Linked DNA regions of Columba livia: region 2 is linked to region 1. A link is a contact called in public Hi-C data. All regions are on one chromosome and are shown on one strand. Each heading gives the region's core, a stretch centred on a gene start, on an enhancer-like site or on the middle of the called end of the contact. The rest is flanking DNA. Distances are from core to core; before and after follow the strand shown. Region 1 holds the start of KRAS (KRAS proto-oncogene, GTPase). Region 2 has its middle 39 kb from the start of KRAS.

Region 1 (6,414 bases), core at 1,156-3,655:
CCCTTTGGTCTACCTAAAAATGACTACACAGCTCTTTTCCAAGTCAACATTTTAAGCCTAAACACTTGTGATTCCTTCAAGTAAGCTTGGAATATAAACATATAAATGAAATCAGAAGATACAGAGGTTCAATGCTGGGAACGTAAAAATCTTGGGTAAACTATAGTGTCAGTTCTCTTTTTATACAGTCTGAGGTTATTAAATCCAAAGATGCACATGAGACTTCAGACAACACTGGTATTTTTCTTGTATTTTAAAAGTAGAGCTTGCTTGCTCATTAAAAACCTTTAAAATATCACAACTTTTATAGCTTAAATACAATTTCAAATTTTGAGGAACTGTGCCTTGTGTTTCAAAGAATCCACTACAGCAGCTCTCTCATAACATTTTTTTTTCTAGATACAGAAACAGGCACTGGCCTATTTAAAAAGAAATAAAAATAAATCAGGCTCCAAATTTTTGCATTCTGCACCATAACATTCCAGAACACATTTCTCACCATGTGAAACAGATCCAAATGATAGGAGCTGAGAAAGCTTGACACGTACATTTCAGAACTACAAATTTCCCTTCTTGATATCAAAAGGGAAAGTCGCATTTAAGAGATTGCATGCAAAGCCATGGAGGGCTGTGCCAAACATTCTGAAGTGAGTTTGGCAAATACTTTGTCACCAAGATCCCAAAAACATGCATCCAAAACGTCCAATGAAACACGGCAAATAACACTACACTTCAACTGATCAAAATTGTTAATTTTTTACAGTAACTGTTGTTCCACAGCCAGATGAAGACGCACAGCAATTTTCTCTCCAATGCTGACCATTACCTTTACATTCTTTTTAATATGAAGCATTGTTCTACGTTTTTTGTGATAACTGTCCAGAAGCAAACAACTACTATTTTTACTGATCATCTCTAATCACAAGAAGTATAAGATGAAATTGTTTACCTCTATTGTAGGGTCATATTCATCCACAAAGTGATTCTGAATTAACTGTATTGTCAAGGCGCTCTTGCCTACACCACCAGCTCCAACGACAACAAGTTTATATTCTGTCATTTTTTAGCAGACCTGATGACAAAGAAACCAACATTAAGCAGAAAGAGTCAGGTTCCAACTAACGAGGATGCTGCTGGTGCATTTTCACTCAGTATCACGTTCCTTTACTATTACCGGAAAGGAACTCCCTCCCTGAAAGACAAGACAAAAATGCTATGAGGGAATGCTATTTCTCTAATAAAATTATACATAGGGAATGTAGCTTGGGCACTAAGCTGAAAGGTTCCCATTACAAAGAGATAAAAAAGCAACTATACGTTAAATTCTGGAAAAGGTCAAAGAGTATTTCTTGCAGAGCGAAGATTTTCCTCTCCGCTGCTTTTTGGCTCCGGGAGACAGCCCGGATTACTCTCTGGGAAACCGGCACCGAACCGAGCGCCCCCCGGCTTCCAACACACACGCGTCTGCTGCAAACGCCCGCGACGGGACAGGCGCGGCTGCGCCCGCCGCTTCACCCGACGGGTTCGCCGACACAATTTATAATTGGTTTTAGTTTTTTTTTTTTGTTTTGTTTTGTTGGGTTTTTTTGCCAGGCAGGGCGAGCTCAACGCGACCGCCCCCCAGACCCCTCACCCACCTCCCCCGAGGCGCCGCTGCCCGCCCCCCCCGCCCCGGCTCCCCTCAGCCTAGAGGCAGCGGCGCGGCCGGGCCGCCCAAACTTTCCAGCCCCGCGCACGACGGTTGTAACCGTTTTGGAAGAAAAAAAAAATACATTAAAAATATACATATATTAAGAAAAAAAAGGGGGGGGGGCGCGTGTGATTCGGCAGACGCTGCCGGGCTCCCGGAGGGCGTTGGCCACCTGTCCCACCGCCCCCTCCCGAGGCCGCCGAGCCACCGCCCGCGCCGCGGGGAAGGACGGCGGCGGGGCCGGCGGAGGCTGCTCCGGGGGATGCCGGCGCAGGGCGCAGCCCCGCGGGCGGCAGCGGGACACAGACCGGGGCGGCCCACCCTTCCCGCCCAACCGCCGGTGTTTCTTCCACCCTCCGCGGTGGAGGAGGAACGGGGGTGCCCGGCTCCGCTTTACCCCTGCCCCACCTCGAAGGGAAAGGCAGGGAGGGAAGAAAGCAAGCGCGGCGGTTCGCTCCGGTTGAGCGGGGGTAGGGAGAGGCGGGTACCTGCCAGGCGCTGCAGCGGGCCGCGGGAGCACGCCGGCGCCTCCCTTGCCCGCCCCGCCGCGGCGGCCGCTCCGCGTCCCTTTCCGTCCCGGTCTGAAATGGCGGGGGACGGGAAGGGCTGGAGCTGCCGAGGGAGCCGAGCGCCGAGAGGGCGGATGGATGGATGGACGGACGGACGGCGGTGATCGATGCGCTCCGCGCTCCCCTTTGCGGCAGCCCCGGCCCCGCCCTTCTCCGCCTCCTCCCCCTCCTCCCGCCGCGACGCCTCAACCGCCCGCGGCCGCGGGCGGTTGAGGCGTCGCGGCGGGAGGAGGGGGAGGGCCGCCCGTTGCGGGCACCGGGGGCTCGGTGGCGGCGTGAGGGGACGCCTGGCCGAGGAGCGGCGTGCCCGAGGGGTGGCGAAGGGAAACAAGCGTAATTCCAGCGCTTCATCGCCATTCCCCCCTCCCCGTAGCCGCCGCGGCTCCGCGGAGCGGGGTGTGAGGGAAACGCGCTGAGCGGCCGCCGTGGGGGACGCGTTACGTGCTAAACGTAAAAAAACATTAAGAAAAACAACAAAACCCCCAAACAAAAACAAAACAACGCGAAATAAACATAAAACCCCAACGTTTTTATCTGTAGCTGGTCACAAAGGTGTCAGCAGAGGCCTTGTGGAATTGCTGGGAAACTTCGGGCGCGCCTTAAAGTTTCGCTCGTTTCAAAATGAAGCGCAAGGTTTTGTTGTTATTATAACTACTGGGATGCTCTGTTAATAAACAAGGGTGTTGGTTTTTTTTAGGAAGCAAGTTAACAATTGCATAGCAAAGCCTTTTTCCTTACTAAAAGGTCAAAAACGTAATTCCCTGTAAACAAAAGACTCCAATGTGTCAATGAATGTATGATAATGTCGTGTGCCTGTGTTACATCCCGAGCAGTCTCTTTGAAACACGTCGCCAGGTCTCGGCCAAAGGGAGTGAACCTTATTCCTAATGAAGATTATTCCCAGGGTAACTCCAGTGGTGTCGAGCGGCCCATGCGAGGGATTAATTTGGCCAGCTTTGTTTTCCCTCTTTCAATTGGACGGTCAGAAATAAATATGTCGTGTCTATGCATCTGGTGTGCAAGAATCTTAATTTAAAGAGGCTGGAGCTTTGTTCTATGCAACTGCCTGTGACAACTTCCAGCTCCTTGCCTTTCAGTGCGCATCTAAGGGGCTCTGTTTTTGGGCGGTACTCAGCAGATCATCGAAAGCATTAACCCTCCGGGACTACGCTGTCTCATTTAGGAAGTGTGTTCCCGTGTTTAATTCACATAAATAAGCCCAAGCCGCTGTGGTGGTGTTCAGCGCTACACCCTTGTGATAACGTGTTAAGACTTGGGTGGGCAACAAACACCTCTTAGAGCTGTTGTGTGAAAAATGTTGCATGTTCAGGCAGAGACTGCAAAAGATCAGAATTCTTGTATTCTTGAAATTAGTAGTTTCTGTCACTGAAATCAGTGACAAAAGTCCCGTGGACTCCTGTGGGTGCTTCTGTAAGGATACTTATATACAGTGGGAGGGTATATACCACCATAAACTACAGAGAAAATTAAATCAGGAAACTCTTTGTGACCCCCACTTCTCCCAGGGATTTAGTTGTTACTAACCTGGTCATTTTTGTGAAAGATGTTATTAGGTTATTTCCCAACAGCCTCAATAAAAAGAGACTCACAAAAATACGTGTGATGGTGTAACATGAAATCATCTCGCAAATTAGAGTTAAAACTGAGTGATTCAGTTTGCTTATCAAGTAAGCTGCCTCACATGAGCAGATGTAAAAACCAAAAGAAAGACCTGCTTTCAAAGAACAAGTAGCCTGGTGGTAAAACCACAAGCCTGGGATGTGGGAAACCCACATTCCCATCTGTGGTGTGAAAGAGGCAAAGAAAGGATTTGAATGCAGATGTTCGGTAACTGAGGTAAACGCCCTGATCAGCAATTTTAGGATAGCTGGATCTCACTTTTGTGTTTTGCTCCCCCTAGGAAAACTATTTGAGTGTTGTGGTTCTTCCTAATGCAGTGGGAAAATGCCTGCGTAACAGGAAAATTTGCCCAGTTCTGCACATAGTGCTGGTGTCCCACAAACAGCTTGGATGGTTTGTTCTCATCTGCAGGGCTTTATATGGGGAGAAGCTGTTCATCTTTAAACCCACACAGTCACAGCTGGGATCAGAAGAATATCCGGAGAGCTGCTGCCTTGGGTAGAACCTTCTCCGAAAACTTCAGGTCCTGATGACAGCTTGAATCGTCCCATCTCCATATGATCTCAATGAAATATGCAAACCACCATTTTGCATATCGCTGGGAGGGAAAATGAATTGTTAGGATTCTGGAAAAAGCAGAATGCAAAACTTGATTTTTTGTTTTTATTTTTTGTGTGAAGAGATTTGTTTATAAATGTCTATTTTGGAATTGTTGTTTCCTTTAATTAGACTGTGTTTAGAAATGCCTTTTCAGGTTCATGTGTGAAATGGTTTGAAAATAAGCTGAAATAAATGAGTTGATCAAAAATATTAAGTGCCAGCCCATACACTGCATTGATATGAAAGCTGTTGAAAAGTTGGGACAAGCAATGCAAAACCTCCTAGATTTTGTGGAAATGGTGGTCTATGAGTTATTGACTTAATTTCAGTTATTTTTTCTTCAGTGCAATTTGCAAAGGGAATTCTGAACGCAGGCAAAACAGATGCAGATTCTCAAATCCCAAAACACCTCAGTGTGCTAGAGCTAAATATTTTTCTTAAGTTAAAGCACATTCATCAATTCAAAGGCTTCTGCACATTTGCATTAAAATATTCCAGTCCTGGATCCTCAGTGGATATAGATCTTTGAGGGCAAATCACCAGTCACAGCTCCTAACTCTGACAAGATGCTTCCCTTACGATAACAAGTACTACGGCAAGTATAATCCCATCAGCCACGTATTTACACTACTCAGATTTGCCCAGTCCTAAGTATTATACATTTTAACTTCGAGAATACGTGAGCTTTCACCACCCATCAACAGTTGTGAGGGGGGCGCAGGGAGGAAATGTAAAATACAGCTCCAGCCTCAAGATAAATAGTAAGTTTTCCCTGTAACAGAGAGTGTCAGACAAGCTGAGACAAGAGTTAATTTTCCCGTGGCTTTTCCTGGCATTGAACTCTATGCAAAGCAGATGCAAAGCCAATGCAGAGTTGCTACAGGAAGATAAGTGGGTTTGTGCAACTTCCGAGTTTGCCTGACGTGTATTAGGAATATTAGTAAAGAGAACTTTTCTATCGCACATAGATAGGCCCAGGGTCCCTGGCCAGTATGGCCAGCAGTGATTAATATGTTGTGAGATAACCCGCAATATACATTCAGTCCTGGCCATGCATAAGCACATGGTTATACTTCAGCTGGTTTAGCCAGGGGCCACGATACTGGCGTTAATGGTGGTTTCATGTTTTTAGGCCACCATTTTGGCACTTTGCACAAGAACAGACGCTACCTGATCAGCCTGCACATGTGAAGTGTTTACATGACAGGGTTTTAGAAGACATTTGACCTGGCTGCATGGTCATGGTTATATGAGCTGTGTGTTTTGTTTTATGCAGGTACGGTATTTTGCTCTGGTGTGAGATTCCACGTGCCACCCAGGAGCAGCATTTGAGACATTTCTGTCATTTAGCCTTCAGTTTTTACCTTCTCCCCTTCTCCTCTCGGGAAAATTAAGACCTTTAAGGAAGTCCTGCCAACTTCTTATGCTGCCCTGCCATTGTTAAGACCACCTACAGAAGATTTTTCTTTTTAACTTTTATGTAGAGCAGTATGAATGTCCTTACCAATTTTTGTCTGCTGACACAGCAGGAGACAATTATATTCCCCAAGACTTTTAACTCACTAACTCAAGACAGGATCTACAAGACATATGGGATAGCATTCAGCAAACTTAAATATATAAATATTTACATCCATAGATAATTATCTATATATATGCAATTTTAAATATATGAGTTTATATTAAAATAAAGGCTATAGTTCTCATGGGCTGTTCATTTCTGTGCCTTATCGAATTTCCCATAGTGGTTGGAACTCCTAGTAATTTTATGTGTATACTTAGAAGTTTAACGTAGATGAACTCACACGGTATATGAACACAGCATATATGTACTCCCACTGAATATGAACATGTTTTGCCTTGTCACTGCAAATCAGTTTCGAATTATCTGAGGGTCCCCAAGAAATCCACAAA
Region 2 (6,164 bases), core at 1,274-3,773, 38 kb after region 1:
GTCAAGCATTTTGTTATGTATATTCACTTAATTAAACTGCAGGGGGGTATTCAAACCTACAGCTTTAAAACTGAATGTAAACATTGCAGTCCTTTTTCAAGTAGATGCCAACAAAAACACAGTTAGAAAAAACTAGAGAAAAAACCCAACCAAACAAAACCAGCTCACTTGAAGTACATTCCATCTATGAAAAATGGTTTTTTCCTCTCTCCCACTGTGGCAGTGATGAGATCCTTAACAAGAAAATTGGGCACCTTAAGCATATCAAAAAGCCCTTATAAAATGCACTTATGACAATATTTTAGCACACAGGTTCTTCAAGAGCCTGACCCAAGTTCTATTAAAATTACTGTTCTAGTAAGTCACTGCACTTATTGAATGAACATTGGTTAGGTTATAGTTTTAAACACACACGACGAATGAGCAATCTGTTGTCTTTGTTACTGATTTACTCAATGTCTCTCCCTTTCGGAGATCCATTTAGGTTTTATGTTGGAAAATACTATCATAGAATCACAGAGTGTCCTGAGTTGGAAGGGAGGATCATCGAGTCCAACTGCTGTCCCTGCACAGGACAACCCCACAGTTCACACCATGTGTCTGATGGCCTTGTCCAGTCTCTTCTTGAACACTGTCAGGCTTGGGGCCGTGCAACTCCCTGGGGAGCCTGTTCCAATGTTCCACCACCCTCTGGGGGAAGAACCTTTTCCCAATGTCCAACCTAAACCTCCCCTGGCACATCTTCTTGCCATTCCCTCAGTTCTGTCACTGGTCACCAGAGAGAAGAGGTCAGTGCCTGCCCCTCCTTCTCCCCTTGTGAGGAAGCTGTAGCTGCCATGAGGTCTCCCCACAGTCTCCTCCAGGCTGAACCAATCAAGTGACTTTAGCTGCTCCTCATACAGCTTCCCCTCCAAACCCTTCACCAACTTGGTGTCCCTCTTCTGGACACTCTCCAGTAGCTTTATATCCTTTTTATCCAGTGGCGCCCAGAGCTGCACCCAGTGCTCCAGGTGAGGCTGCACCAGTGTGGAGCAGAGCGGGACAATCACCTCCCTGGCCCGGCTGGCAATGCTGTGCTGGATGCACCCAGGACACGGGTGGCCCTCTTGTCTGCTGGGGACACTGTTGGATCATGTTCAACTTGCTGTTGACCAGAACCCCCAGATCCCTCTCCACAGAGTTGCTTTCCAGCCTATTATCCCCCAGTCTGTATGTACAGCCAGGGTTGCTGTGTCCCAGGTGCAAAATCCAGCACTTGCTCTTGTTGAACTTCATGCAGTTGGTGATTGCCCAGTTCTCCAATTTGTCCAGACCCATCTGCAGGGACGCTCTGCCCTCAAGAGTGTCGACAACTCCTCCCGATTGTGTCATCAGCATGCTCTAATAAAACAGGGGTCAAGGCAATCTGTGCATTTAGAGTTGCATCTATGTAAAGCACTTGCTAGAAAGGAGCAGTAGCTATTGGAGGCTATTCAAAGCCCTGCAGGCAGTCAACTCTCAACACAGGAGTAGGGTTTGAGGTCATTGTGGGATTTTTTTTAAGCTTGGGATTTTTTTATTATTTTCCTAGTTTGAGGCAAATCCTAAAAAAAAAAAAAAAAAAAAAAAGCCAGAGGGAAACCTACCAATCTGGCTCTGGTGGGCCAAGCAGTAACAACTGAAGCAGTTGCTGTCCCCATCTCCATCCTCTCAGTTACATATCAGCAAAGTAACCAGGCTGTCTTGCCAACAGCTTGTCATGGAGGTCTTCTTTAAAACAGGAGTAAAGGCATTTGCAATTCTTATTACAGTCAGTGCTCAACGGTACTGTGGGAAGGAGAGAGAGAGGAGTGCAGATACCAACTGGATGAAAGGATTTGTATGAATAGACATACACCAGAAGGCTCAGTCTCCAAGTGAAGGGGAAAATGCTATTGATTTCAGTAGGATGGCCAGCTGTATACCAAATGCTGCATAAGAGGAAAAAAAAAAAAAACCAACACAACAACAAAAACACAATAAAAAGTCCAAATACAACAACAACCTATGGAGATGTAACTCACAAAACCACTGTTCTTCTCATGCCCAAGGTCTGACAGAAAATTCTTTGGGTCCCAATTGCTCAGAGATGACTTGTGTAAGAGTGAGCTTGCGAGATCGGGCTCAAATCACCACTGCCATTCGCTTACCTTAACCATTTATTTCAGTGCAGAATGATTACAAAATGCAGCAGCTCGTTTAACGCCTTGTAGCCAGGAACTGACACAGATGCCGGGAAACCTCCCATCAGCCCTAAAGTGTTATGTCTCCTTTCCAACTCTCACCGCACAAAAAGATCCAATAAAGAGACTATTTTTTTTTCTTTTTTTTTTTTTTATAATGGGGAGAAAGGGAAACAGCAAAGAGGATTTGCACTTCTCCAAGTTCCTGGCCAGAAAGGATAATCTGAAAGGAAAAAGAACCGCTTGGAAAATCGGTGGCTCTTGACTGAAAACTACCTTTTGACGAGCCCCGGATTTTAACCTTAAGCTCCGCACACACAGAGAGGGCAAATCCCGAAATCCACCCGGCTGAAAGCGAGCGGGGGCCCTTCCCCGGGGCGCAGCGGCCGTGCGGCCGACTGCTGCGGGCGGCTGCCGCGCCCGGGCTCCCCGCCGGCCACCAGCAGACCCTCCCGGACGCCGGAGCTCAGGTGGCGGTTGGGCTCGCGCTCCAACGGCCGGCCCCTCCTCCCTCCCTCCCTCCCGCCCGCCCGCCCGCCCGCCCGCCCGCCCCGGGCGCACGTGCCCCCGCCGCAGCCCGCGGGCCCCGCCACCACCCGCCACCCAAGCGCCGCGCGGAGGCTCCCAGGGGCTCTTTAAATAGCGTCTATAAATACAACGGCCGAGGGCGCCTCGCTATTGGCCGCCGCCGCCCGGCTTGATTTGCATGCGGGGGCGCGGCTCTCGGGTCACGTGGGGGCGGGGAGGGTTGTGCAAGCGCGCCGTGACCCGATTGCTGGCGGGGAGGCAGCGCCCGGTAGCGGCCGTGGGGCACTGGGGACTGAGTCTCCCACCTCGGGAAGCGGCCAGATCGCGGGTTTGCCGTGCCGTGCCGTGCCGTGCCGTGCCGTTCCCTGCCCTGCAGTGCTTTACCTTGCGCCGCGGAGATCGGTTCTGCATTGCATTGCACTGCTTTGCATTGCATTGCTCTGCTGTGCACTTGCATTGCGTTTTCACGCCGCCTGCAAACCCTCGGGTGGTGTCCGTGCGCCTGAGACTCGCTTAGGAAGGGGCCTGCGGTTTGACTGCAAGAGGAGGCCAGAAGCCATCCCCCCCTGCCTCTAAAAGGGTTCAGATCCGGGCCGTAAAGCATTATGTTTCACGCTCCCGCTGATGTATTTCTGGGATTAGGTGGGGTGGGAAAGACAAACAAGGCCCTTGAAGCTGTGGACGTCAATAGTGTGTCACACCAGGGTCAACAGATGACAATGCAAACCGCAGCCGGGCTGTGGAGGCGGGGAGGGCAGAGGGAGCTGGAAGCTGCTGCCTGCTTGAGGCTGGACCAGCAGCTGGGCCGGGGCTGGGGGAAGCCCAGAGGATAAATGCAGGATGCCTTGAGCACCTGCTTCCTGCAGCATTTGCAAAATGAAGTGATATGTGTTTACCGGAGTAGCCCAAAAGTTTCCAAGAACACTGTTCCCCTCTGAAATAGTTGCCAGGCAAAAAACGACAGCAAAAAGAAAGGTGCTTTGCAGCAGCAGAGTTTCGCTTTTTTATATTGCAAGAGTCCATTCAAGCAGCTAGTTTAGGTCTGTTATAATTTCTGCTAGTCAAACTTTTATTTAAATACGAGGCCAAATTAACAATGAGGACTGCCGCTGACTTTTTGCTGATTCACTCTGAAATAATTATAGAAAAAGCTGAGATTTCTTGGCATGAAAACCTGGAATTTCAACAGCTCCTGGAATTTACACTGTTGCCCTGATTCCTTAGCCAAGCACAGGCCCTCCCTCCTTTGCCAACAGAAGGGGAGATCCCTGGGGCCCCTAGGAGAGCGATCCCCCATGCCCTGCAGCACTCACAGGACATTTACCTCTATCCCAGCTCATGCCAAACCCCATCCACACAAAATCCTCATCCTTCCCCAACCCTTTGGTCTGTAGCGCCTCCATATTGCCAATATTTCCTTAGGCACAGTCTAGACCTTGAGGCTGGCACTTGGAAGACAGGAGGCCGGAGTATTTCTTAGGAAACAAAATACCTTTTTTCTTTTTTTTTTTTTTTTTTTAAACTTTTTGGTATGTAACAGCTTAGCAATGCAACTTGGAGATGCCAATATATGGGGATTTATCTCAAGGCTCAGATATCGGGTGTTTTTCTTCTACCTATGGTACTCTGAGTCATGTGATTATAACAGAATCTCAGCTTTAATCAAGAAAAGGAAAACGTTTCTGGATCTCGTGACCATGCAGGAAGATGCATTGTGGTAGCTATAAACGAGACACAAGCAGGGAGAGTAAAAGAGGCCAAATCAAAATGCAAAACAAGCTAGAAGTTTTATGATGAATGATAATTCAAGATTTCTGAATTCTTGACGTCATCTGTGCTGCATCACAATACCAAAGACAGGGGTTGTGGGTGTGGGTATTGCAGCACTTGTAGGAGTAAGCCCGCTTGGACTGAACAGGTAAAACTGATTTCTTTCCCACACGCTGTGTTTCCCAGTAATTTTATTTGAGCTGTGCTGACCTAGATCTGCCTAGGGATTTAATATATTTTTGAGTGCAAGCATAAATACAATCTGTGTATTTAATTTTGAACAGCTCTAATTAAACCTAGCTTTATTTAAACACATCCAGAGCTCCCTTGCTATTTGGTCTTCAGTGTGAAGACTCCTTGCCATTCACAAGAGGAGCTGTGCCATAAATGAACTGAGGAAGGGTGACTGCTGCTCCTCCATCCCTCTGTCTTTTGCTGTTCTTCATTCTTTTGGGGGAGTGGCTCTCTGAAAACAAGTTTTGATCTGGAAGTTCGAATCAAGAGTCCTGCTTCTGTGACAAACATGGGTTTGATCTGCAAAGGGGATGCTGTGTCAGGACCGAGTTTTATTAACAGCAACAATAATTTCATTTTTTAGATCACAAAAAGTGCTGAGAGCTTAAAAACTGCCCGTGTTCAATATTTTGTCTGCTTAGTCTGAAAATATGCCTACCAGCTTTCCTATTACTCTTCTCCAGGGACATATTCAGAGACAAGGCATTGCTGGGCTCCAGCGGGCTGACCCAAAGCAGCCATGCAATGGAGCCTCAACCTGCAGTAAGTGAAGGTGCTACCCACGAATCCTGTGCAGGCACCATCGGGCTGAAGTGGGGAGACATGGTACAAAGGGGGGGTCAGGGGGATGGACAAGCAGAGTTTCTGCACATGGCTTGATGTGATCTTGTGTAATAGGTAAATAGTTGCCACCATTGTAACCTGAAAGCAACTGCTTTTGCTGCAGCCCTGCTGACTTGTCTGAGCCTGACAGGCTGTCAGAGGGCTTGTATGACGAAGGTGAGAGAAGGAAATGCAGAATAAAAAGGAAAAGGAAACAAAAAATAGCTGAGAACCACCGGCCACAGGTGTCAGTTGTCACGTTAACTGATGTTTCATGGCTCCATTGCATTTGCATGCCAGAGAAAAACAGAAAATGTGTTCACAACCCAGCACACAACTTGGTTCTTGTATTGGAAGGTAACAGTTAAAATCTGCAGTTCATACTTCATCCCCTCTCCTGGTTTCACCATTTCAGGTGACAGAGAGAAGACTCCAGACCTTTATTTTCTTTTTTTTTTTTCACTTTCTGCAAGAATGAGCCTTTTTTGCCTTTGCCTCCCCGAGAAATGGTATAGGTTCATAACAGGCTCAAGCTGACCTACCTGTAGGCTGGATCTTGTAAAGGGCCACAGGTCAGACCTTGCCCTGTTTTGGCAATGTTAGATAACCTCTGTAAGACCCAGCCTCACACCCTGTGGGGTGTCGGTGGGAGTGGTGGGGCTGCACTGAGTCAGCCCAGGGAATTGTGGAATCACAGAATAGTTTGGGTTGGAAGGGACCTTCAAAGCTCATCTAGTCCAACCCTGTGCAATGAGCAGGGACATCTTCAACTAGATCAGGTTGCTCAGAGCCCCGTCCAGCCTGGCCTGGAATGTCTCCAGGGATGGA

Evidence for each region. A called contact is a pair of places that touch in the nucleus more often than the background predicts.
Region 2: a contact with region 1 is called in a Hi-C map of crop, with 4 times the contacts expected there. The contact joins the enhancer-like site here to the promoter of KRAS in region 1. A contact is called at or near these places in 2 of 2 Hi-C or Micro-C datasets (crop and liver).

Annotation. Positions count from the first base shown.
Region 1 is chr1:135,753,742-135,760,155 of bColLiv1.pat.W.v2, forward strand. It overlaps KRAS (KRAS proto-oncogene, GTPase), which reads right to left and starts at 2,406. Exons shown (of 7, transcript XM_065032363.1): 1 at 2,179-2,406; 2 at 950-1,072. The coding sequence starts at 1,060. It overlaps LOC135575580 (a long non-coding RNA gene), which reads right to left. Exons shown (of 2, transcript XR_010466587.1): 2 at 2,768-4,498.
Region 2 is chr1:135,791,913-135,798,076 of bColLiv1.pat.W.v2, forward strand. No RefSeq gene overlaps it. Among named protein-coding and RNA genes, the nearest start is that of KRAS, 39 kb to the left of the region's middle. Within about 2 kb of position 2,524, at least 3 of the 3 cell types and tissues checked have an H3K27ac peak away from gene starts, as active enhancers do.